Regions from separate parts of the Mus musculus genome. Here region 2 is linked to region 1. The links are chromatin contacts, called in public HiCAR-type maps. All regions are on one chromosome and are shown on one strand. Each heading gives the region's core, a stretch centred on a gene start, on an enhancer-like site or on the middle of the called end of the contact. The rest is flanking DNA. Distances are from core to core; before and after follow the strand shown. Region 1 holds the start of Olfr525 (olfactory receptor 525). Region 2 has its middle 30 kb from the start of Olfr536.

Region 1 (4,398 bases), core at 639-3,138:
CTTGGTAGAAAGAAAAAAGCTACTTTCTGTGGACTGATCTCTGAGAACATGAACACCACTGACATTAACAGGTGTGGTTGTACATGCGTCTGCTTGTATACTGAGTGGAGAGTATTGGGTCATTCATAGAGGCTTCCTAGGATCATGAGTGTGCCCTTGAAGAGAGAAAACAATCATGACATGGCAGGGAGTGGGTCAAAACAAAAGACTCTGACAAGTGTCTTGGAACAAGTGACTGGCAAAGAAATCAAGGTCTTAAAAAAAAAAAAAAAAAACAGCCACAGCAAAGGATTCAGAGGTGAAGAATCACAAGGCAACTGTACATTTGGAGGATGCTAGCAACAGCATCAAACAACACAGTGTTTATCATAGTCCAGAGGAGACTGTGTAGAGGTGAGAAGAGAGTCTAGGAGGATGCAGTGTGCAACAGCATTCAGAGGCCAGAGGGAGATTGAACTCCTACTCAGTCTGCAGAAGCTTCTGTCCAAACCAAGAAAAGTCTGGCATCCTCTACTATGACAGCAAAGCATCCCAACTGGAGAAGAAGAGATGTGTCAACCCACACCTTTCCTGGGCATTGCTGGTATGAGAAGCATATTGCTTGTTCTCTCTCCTCTCAGAGGTGTAAGGACCATGGTGCCACCAGACACACTTCTCAAGTCCAAACTAAGAGGACTTAGTCCAATATCCGGGTCTGGGTGATTTTCTCCAATGCATGATACCAAAAAGCTCTACGTAAGAGATAGCTACCCAGGATATAAACACACAGCCTACCCCAAACCTGGATGTCCTCACTTCCAAAAGAAAATGGCCAGTGGCTCCTCCAATGAGAGCACAGAAGATGTACATCCATATGAATTACCTATCTGTTCTCTGACAGGACATCAGATTCTCAGTCACACATCCCAAATAGTTCATCAACAGCTTGATCAAGTCACATTTGTTGCCTTCTGCCTCCTCATTGGAAACAGGGAAATAACTTTTTGAGGGCAACTTTGACATCCTTGTTCCTTAGAGAATAAATGGCGGGGTTCAGGGTAGGGCTGACTGCTGTGTACAATAAAGCAACTACTTTGCCATTCTCCAAGGAGGATCCGGAGCCAGGCTGCAAATAGGTGTAGATGACGGTGGAGTAGTACAGGACAACCACCACCAGGTGGGCAGAGCAGGTAGAGAAGGCTCGCTTCTTGCCCTCTGTGGAGCGGATGCGCAGGATGCTGGTGATGATGAAGCTATAGGATATCATAGTCAACAGAAAGTTGACCACACCAAAATAAACATCTGCAATGACAATCATGATGTTGTTGAGGGTGGTTGGGCTGCAAGACAGAAGCAGCAGTGTTGGGACTTCACATAAAAAGTGACGAATTTGGTTGGGGCCACAGAAATTGAGTCGTGCCATCAAGCCAGTGTGCACAGATGTGCTGGCTGCACTGATGACCCACACACTGCCGGCGAGCAGGACACAGATGGGCCAGCTCATCAGCATGCTGTAGTGCAGTGGGCGACAGATGGCCACATAGCGGTCATAGGCCATGGCAGTGAGCAGCAGCAGCTCAGCCCCTAGAAACCAGGTCAGGAAAAAGAGTTGGGTCATGCATCCCTTATAAGAAATGTGGCTGCTCTTACCCACCAAACCCTCCAGCAGCTTGGGAAGAACAGTGGATGTACAGACGATGTCCAACAGGGCCAGGTTTGCAAGGAAGAAGTACATGGGGGTGTGAAGGCTTGAGTTGAGGCTGATGGCTATGATGATGAGGGTGTTTCCTGCAAGAGCCAGGATGTAAAGAAGCAAGAAAAAGGCCAAGAAGAGAGCCTGGAGCCCAGGGTCCTCAGAGAGTCCCTGCAGGACAAACTCCACCACAGTTGTGTAATTGTTTATTTCCATTTGAGAGTGAGTCCTGGGAGTTACTGTGACACAGATGGGATGGTCAAGGAGACACCAGGTGTGAGGCAGCCATCATTTCACACTGGGTTCAGACAGCCGTGAGTAGGAGTGCTTCTCAATGCTCTGTTTCTGTAGAATTGATAACATCATCTCTCAACACAGTGTGACAGTGTGAGCATGAACTCTCCACTCTGTACACAGTAGACCCAGAACAGAAGGAACCCCTGCCTGTGATGGGCAATATCCATCTACAGCTTCTGTTTGATTTAACATAGATCATGCCCTATGATACTCTGAGAACTGGAGCTCCTTTCAGCATGTACACCAGGCAGCTAAGGCATACTAAGGGGCAGTCTGTTCCACAGCATAGACCTTTTGAACCTAGAGAAGACCAACCTTATCAAGGAGTGGGCCAGGGTTCTCAGAGGCAGGCATAAAAACAGTTCCAGGATGTATGTTTTGGGGTCGTGATAGATTCAGAACACGAAGCTGTTACAGAATGGCATGTAGGTGGTACAGATGGCCCTGGCTCTTGGGGAATGAATATAACCCTTTTGTAAATACCAGAACTGTCTATTTCTACGTGGCCACTCTAAATCACTCCCTTGAGGATGACAAACCCAGCGAGGACAACAGGTATCACTCACTACCCTGGGAAGGCTTGTGCCTGCCAGAGAAGGTATCAGGCTGTGCCAGGACTGGAAACAACATGAAAGGCATGGACCTGGCTTCACGCCAGCCCCCAATTTCTAGGCTATCACTCCTACCCAGCTTCAAGTCTATCTTCCCCTCACCTTATACACATATATCTCTAATCATCCAGGACTCTCCAAGCATATGGGCCTCTCAGGTAGAGAAGAATAGGAACTGATCAGCATGCAGAGAAAGAGCTCTGCCCCTTTCTACTATCTGATGGGAATGAGCAGGCCCACACCCATCCTGGAGACTCCATGAGTGGGATGTTGGCTACATGAAAACAAAGAAGTCACAAAGGGTATGTGAAAACAAAGAAGTCACAAAGGGTATGTGCTGAACAAGGAAGACACTTTCCCCCTGTGATTGCACAGATCAAGGTCTTTCTCCTACAGGGTGAACTTAAGAGAAGGACCTGAGCCTATGATTCCCCAACCCCTCCTATTGAAGAGCTAAGCTACCCATAGAAACTTCAAGACCCATACTTGTGCCCACAAAAGGAAAGATTTATCTGTGAGCCTTCCCTGCAGATCCCAGGGGCCTCATACAGAAGGCAGGGCCTCTCAACTGAACCCCCCAAATTCCCTCTGTCTACATCTCAACCCTAGTAACTGTCTGCTTCTAACTATTCAGGCCACAGGTGGCTCTGAGTTCTGAACTCTGTACCAGATCCACAGGAAACCACCATGCCTCTTTAGAGACCCAAATCTGCCTCAGAGCCAAGCCACAAGGCAAGATTTCTATTCATACTGATCAACAGTGCAGATAGGTCACAGAGCAAACCTACAGAGCCATGCATTTAAAGTTTCAAACTGTAACTATGAGTCAAAGTAATTCTGGTAACAGGTTTTTTTTTCATTTTTATATACTAAAATAGATCAAAGCAAAACCAAATCTCTTCTGAGAATTATCTCTCCCTCACAGAAGACACAGAAAGAAGAAAGAAAGGAGAGAGAGAGAGAGAGAAAGAGAGAGAGAGAGAGAGAGAGAGAGAGAGAGAGAGAGAGAGAGAGAGAGAGAGATGGGTACCCAAAAGGAAAGAGGGAATAGAGGAAGGAGCAACTCACATGGAAGGAGAAGCTGTCTGTGGCTGCCCATCTATACCCAAGATGTCTACATGTCATAGAGAACATACAGGATGGGCACAAAGCTATAACCCTGTGTCTCTTTTGTTTGCTCTTGACCTTAATGTAGGGTCTGCCCCATGGGGTGGACACTGAGGTTGCTAGGGAGTGGCCCACAGAGAGCAATTACCCACAATGAGGTAAACAGGAGTCCCTCTAGGCCATAGTCCCCAAGCTGAGACACCAGGACCCTAAGGCATAGAGAAAGCAGATGCCTGAGGTCATGTGCTCTAGGACACTGACCCCCTGTGGTGATTTCTACCCTGGGGATGCGTGCAAGACAGCTTGCCTGAGCATCATGTACCCTTGATCCCTGTAGGAGGATGTATTTCATGTTAACAAACTGTTCCTCAGCATAGTTTATTGGTTTCCCTCCCCTCCTTTTATCATTGCATCATTAAATTATCTTGGTGTGACATGGTCCTATTGATAAACCAACTCTGATCAGTTAATTCATCACTATCTGAGGACATAAATTGTAGGCCACTCTCATGCTTTGACTGGGAAATGCACAGTCATTATGGTAGATCACACTTGAGGTTGACCCTGAATAGAAGCAACTTTTCTCTGAAGTTTTCAAATCTTCCCATGGGGAGAGATTGTGTGAAAACTGTGGAGGTGAGGTTCAGCATGAATTACAGGACTTGAGGTCCACCATGTTCTGTGGCATGAGCCCTTGGCAGCAGATTGGCT
Region 2 (4,398 bases), core at 559-3,058, 210 kb before region 1:
TTGGGAACCCTACAGCCCTGGAGAATAGACTACATATCTTTGCTTAATTTTAGAAAGAGGGCAAGAGTCTTCTCAGGGCAAGCTTGACATCCTTGTTCCTCAGTGTATAGATGAGGGGATTGAGGGTTGGACTGAGGACTGAGTACAAAACCGAGGTAAATTTGCTTCTCTCTGGGCTGTAACTTGAGGCAGGACTGACATAGGCACAGAACACAGATGAGTAGTACACAGAGACCACGATGAGGTGGGATGAGCAGGTAGAAAAGGCCTTCCTCTTGCCCTCAGCAGAACGCATGTGCAGGATGCTGGCAATGATGCAGCCATAGGATAGCAAGGTAAGTAAAAAATTGATGCCTCCATAAAAGGCATCTGCCACAAGAGTCATAACGCTATTTACATATGTAGAACTACAGGAGAGCAGGAGGAGTGGGGGAATCTCACAGAAGAAGTGGGTGATGACCTTGGGGCCACAGAATGACAGCTGTGTCATCAGACCAGTGTGTACAGATGCATTCACAGCACAGATGGACCATACAGCCACGACCAGAGCTGCACACAGCTGTGGGCTCATTCTAGAGCTGTAGTGGAGGGGACAGCAGATGGCCACATAGCGGTCATAGGCCATAACTGTGAGCAGCAGCAGCTCAGAGGATCCAGACCACAGAAGAAAGAAGAGCTGGGCCATGCATCCTTTGAAGGAGATGGTATTTTCTTCATACAGTAGACCAACCAGCGCCTTGGGCAGCACAGAGGAGGTACAGATAATATCATGGTCGCTAAGTTGCATAGGAAAAAGTACATGGGACTGTGGAGCCCAGTGCTGGAGGTGATCAAAGCAATGATCACCATGTTGCCCATTAAAGCCACTGTGTACAGGGACAGGAAACAACCTATCAGGAACAGTCTTAGACTCGGGTGCTCTGAGAACCCTTGCAGCACAAACTCTGTCACTACTGTCTGGTTGGGACTGACCATTGTTGTGTGGAGTATCCAGTTCATAGAGGTGTGGATTGGCTTCTGAGAAAATATTATATTTTATTATACTAAAGTCTTATTTTGAAACGTGATCATCTCACAATTTTCTGCTGTCAGAAGGGAAAAGAGTAAATGAATTTGCATCTGCGAAGCCTCTCATCCCCTATTTTCTTACCATACCTGTTGGTATTTTGTTTACAGTTGAATTTTCAACTAGGAATCTCTCCCTGTAGGTTTGGATCAACAAAAATATCTGTTCCTCTCCCATCCTTTTGTACATGTGAAATGAGTTTAGTATTCCTAGCTCAGTACCTGCCTGTGCTTTTCTTCTACATCACCTGAAAGCACTGTGCTCTCCTGACAGTGCTGGAAACAGTAGCCCTTCCTCCCACAGCTGGTATTCTCCATGCAATGGCAACTTTGAAGGAACAACACACTGAGATGACTCTTGCACTGTCCTTCATACTTGACCCATTGACGCTAAGTCACTTTTTTCTGTAATATTTGGAAAAGTATTTCTCTTCTACCCACTAAGACTTGATAATTATTGTGTCTTTGGCTAAGGAGACTTGTATCTTCTGTTTCAACTTACTGTGATATGTGACTTCTCCTGTGGATGAAACTATCCTGACTCAACTCAACCCACTTACCCCAGAGAGCATTTCTCAAAAACCCCAGCCTAAAGAGAGATTGTATTTCTGTTTCTTTTCTGTCTCAACAAACCACAGTGATATCAAAGTCAACACACCCAGAAGTGAAATAATTGCTACAGTCTACAGATGTTCCTGTGTGCTTTCACTGGCATGCACAGAAACTTGTCACCACCTCCCCAGTGCTCTGAGATGTTGATTTTATAGAGCTGAGCTCGGTCTTCTGAGCCATCTTTTACCTTTACCCTATGCCCATGAAAGATCCTCAGTAGCTTCCTGTTCTATATGACAAATATATTCTTCCACATCCTCTTACCCCTCTCATCCAACTTACCCTCTAAGCTTGCAAGTATGGCTTTCTCATGATTGTAACGTATTTCCAATTTCTTTAAGTTTTTCATAATTTCTGGCTTCTTTTCCTTTTCAACATTTCCAGTTTTCTCCTTTATCAATTAAGAAGTATGGAGTGTGCACTTTTTAGATCATTAGCTTTTGGACGCTAGTACAAATTCTCTGTCTCTCTACAGTCCTTCCGCAAACCACATTCTATTGCTTGATTCAGAAGTCTCATCTGACATCACCCATTCACTTTTTCTAAGGGTTTCCTGAGTCCCTATGTAAACATACTCTACCCCATATGTAAACATTTTTGTGGCAATTATTTGCAGTGCCAATTTTCTGGAAACAGTCTTTGCTTTGCAGCTCTTTCAGTGCCCAAGATGAAAGGATATTTTCCTTCATGACTGAGCAAATCCATGGCATCTCAGCCAGTGTAGTGTGCTCCACTTACTGAATCCAGTGGTGCTCAGCACTTTCACACTTTGTCCTACACCCATCTCCTGACACTGCATATTCTTTGGTCACATTTTATCTCCTGTATCGTTTCTGTAATGTGCCTCACAACCTATTTTCCCCTTATCCTGATCATACATGTTGAATTTTAAACATTATTTCTACCTCCATTCAAAGTGGAGTTATTCAAATGAAGTATTTGCTGTCTTCAACCGTAAGGGCAGTGTTGGCTCTGACCATATGTTCTATTGCACTAGAGAGCACCAATATACAGTTTGATAGTTCAAGTAGATCTACAGCAAAAAGAATTCAGATGTAAATTTCTTATATTGTCCTGGCATATTTTGAATCTGTCTAGCTAATCCAAGCAAACCTGGATTTTGGACTATAGTACTGATAGTCTATGAGTGATACTCAGCACCTTCCCAGGAGAGTACTGATTAAGATCACCTCAGGCTGAGGTAAAGAAAAATATTAAAAAGTAATTGAAATCCATTAAACATTTTTACTTTTGATTGATTTTTGTTACCAATAGCCCATATAACAAGATGAGAAATAACAGACTTATAAATGACACCTCTAAAAAGAAATGACAGAGAAATGTAATACATCATGTGACTGAGGAGCCAGACTTATCTCTATATACTTATTGATACATAACTTACTACAAAGGAGTAAAAAAGTACACACTAGAGAAAAGAAAAAAATCTTTTTGACTAATGATCATGGTCAAACCTGTTGATTACACATCGAAGAATTATACAATCACTTGCCTTGTTAGAGTTACATGAGGCTATTTTATACTACTTGTGGCTATTGTAAAAACTGGCAGGAGGGTCTCTGTGAGGTGGGACTGGGGGGAGTGTTTAGTAGAAAGAAAGAAAGAGAGAAAGAAAGAAAGAGAGAGAGAGAGAGAGAGAGAGAGAAAGAAAGAAAGAAAGAAAGAAAGAAAGAAAGAAAGAAAGAAAGATAGGAAGAAAGTAAGAAAGAAAGAAAGATTTCCCTAATATATTTCTTGGTCTGTTTATCCTTTATATAATGGAAGGCTACTAATTTTTTTTTGAGTTAATTTTGTATCCAGCCACTTTACTGAAGGAGTTTATCAGCTGTATGAGTTCTCTTTGACTTCTTCCTTTCCAATTTGTATCCTTCTTGATCTCTTTTAGTTGTTTTAGTTGCTCTTAGCTAGTACTTCAAGCATTGTATTGAGTAGATGGGGAGAGAGTGGGCAGACTTGCCTTGTTCCTGATTTTAGTGGAATTGTTTTAAGTTTCTCTCCATTTAATTTAATGTTGGCCACTGGCTTGCTGTATACTGCTTTTATTATGTATAGGTATGTGCCTTGTATCCCTGTTCTCTCTAAGTCTTGTAACCTAAATAGGTGTTAGAATTTTTGTCAAAAGGCCTTTTCAACATCTAATGAGATGATCATGTGTGTTTTTTCTTTCAATTTGTTTATATGTAGAATTATGTTGATGATATTCATATATTAAACCATCCCTGAATGTCTGGGATGAAGCCTACTTGATCATGCTGGATCATGTTTTTGATGTGTTTCTGGGTTAGGTTTGCGAGCACTCTGTTATTCTTACAGACAGGAGCCTAGCATAACTGTCCTCCAAGAGGCTCTATCCAGAAGATGACTAAAACAGATGTAGATACTCACACCCAAACACTGGACAGAGGCTGGGGGATTCTTATGGAAGAGTTGGAAGAAAGATTGAAGGCCCTGAAGGGGATGGGAACTCTACAGGAAGCTCAACAGAGTCAACTGACCTGACATTTGGGGGCTCTCAGAGACTGAGGCACCAACCAAAGAGCATACACAGGCTGGACCTAGGCCCCTCGCACATATGTAGCAGATGTGCAGCTTGGTCTTCATGTGGGTTCTCCCAACAATTGAAGTGGGGCTGTCCCTAAAGCTGTTACTTGTCTGTGGAATATGCTCCCCTAACTGGGATGCCTTGTCTGGTCTCAGTGG

The links. HiCAR-type assays count read pairs that join an accessible place to other places.
Region 2: a HiCAR-type map of Th17 cells shows a contact between it and region 1, with 5 times the contacts expected there. The contact joins the enhancer-like site here to the promoter of Olfr525 in region 1. A contact is called at or near these places in 3 of 39 promoter capture datasets (liver, maxillary cranial neural crest and stem cell-derived epiblast-like cells), 1 of 15 datasets of contacts at CTCF or cohesin (CD8 T cells), 2 of 115 datasets of contacts at active chromatin or transcription factors (CD8 T cells and Th17 cells) and 2 of 9 other capture datasets (adipose tissue and liver).

Annotation. Positions count from the first base shown.
Region 1 is chr7:140,320,191-140,324,588 of GRCm38.p6, reverse strand. It overlaps Olfr525 (olfactory receptor 525), which reads right to left and starts at 1,888. Exons shown (of 1, transcript NM_146956.1): 1 at 959-1,888. The coding sequence starts at 1,888. The coding sequence ends at 959.
Region 2 is chr7:140,535,096-140,539,493 of GRCm38.p6, reverse strand. It overlaps the pseudogene Olfr537-ps1. Among named protein-coding and RNA genes, the nearest start is that of Olfr536, 30 kb to the right of the region's middle. Within about 2 kb of position 1,808, at least 3 of the 459 cell types and tissues checked have an H3K27ac peak or open chromatin away from gene starts, as enhancers often do. A contact at or near this core is called in Th17 cells, where this site is marked.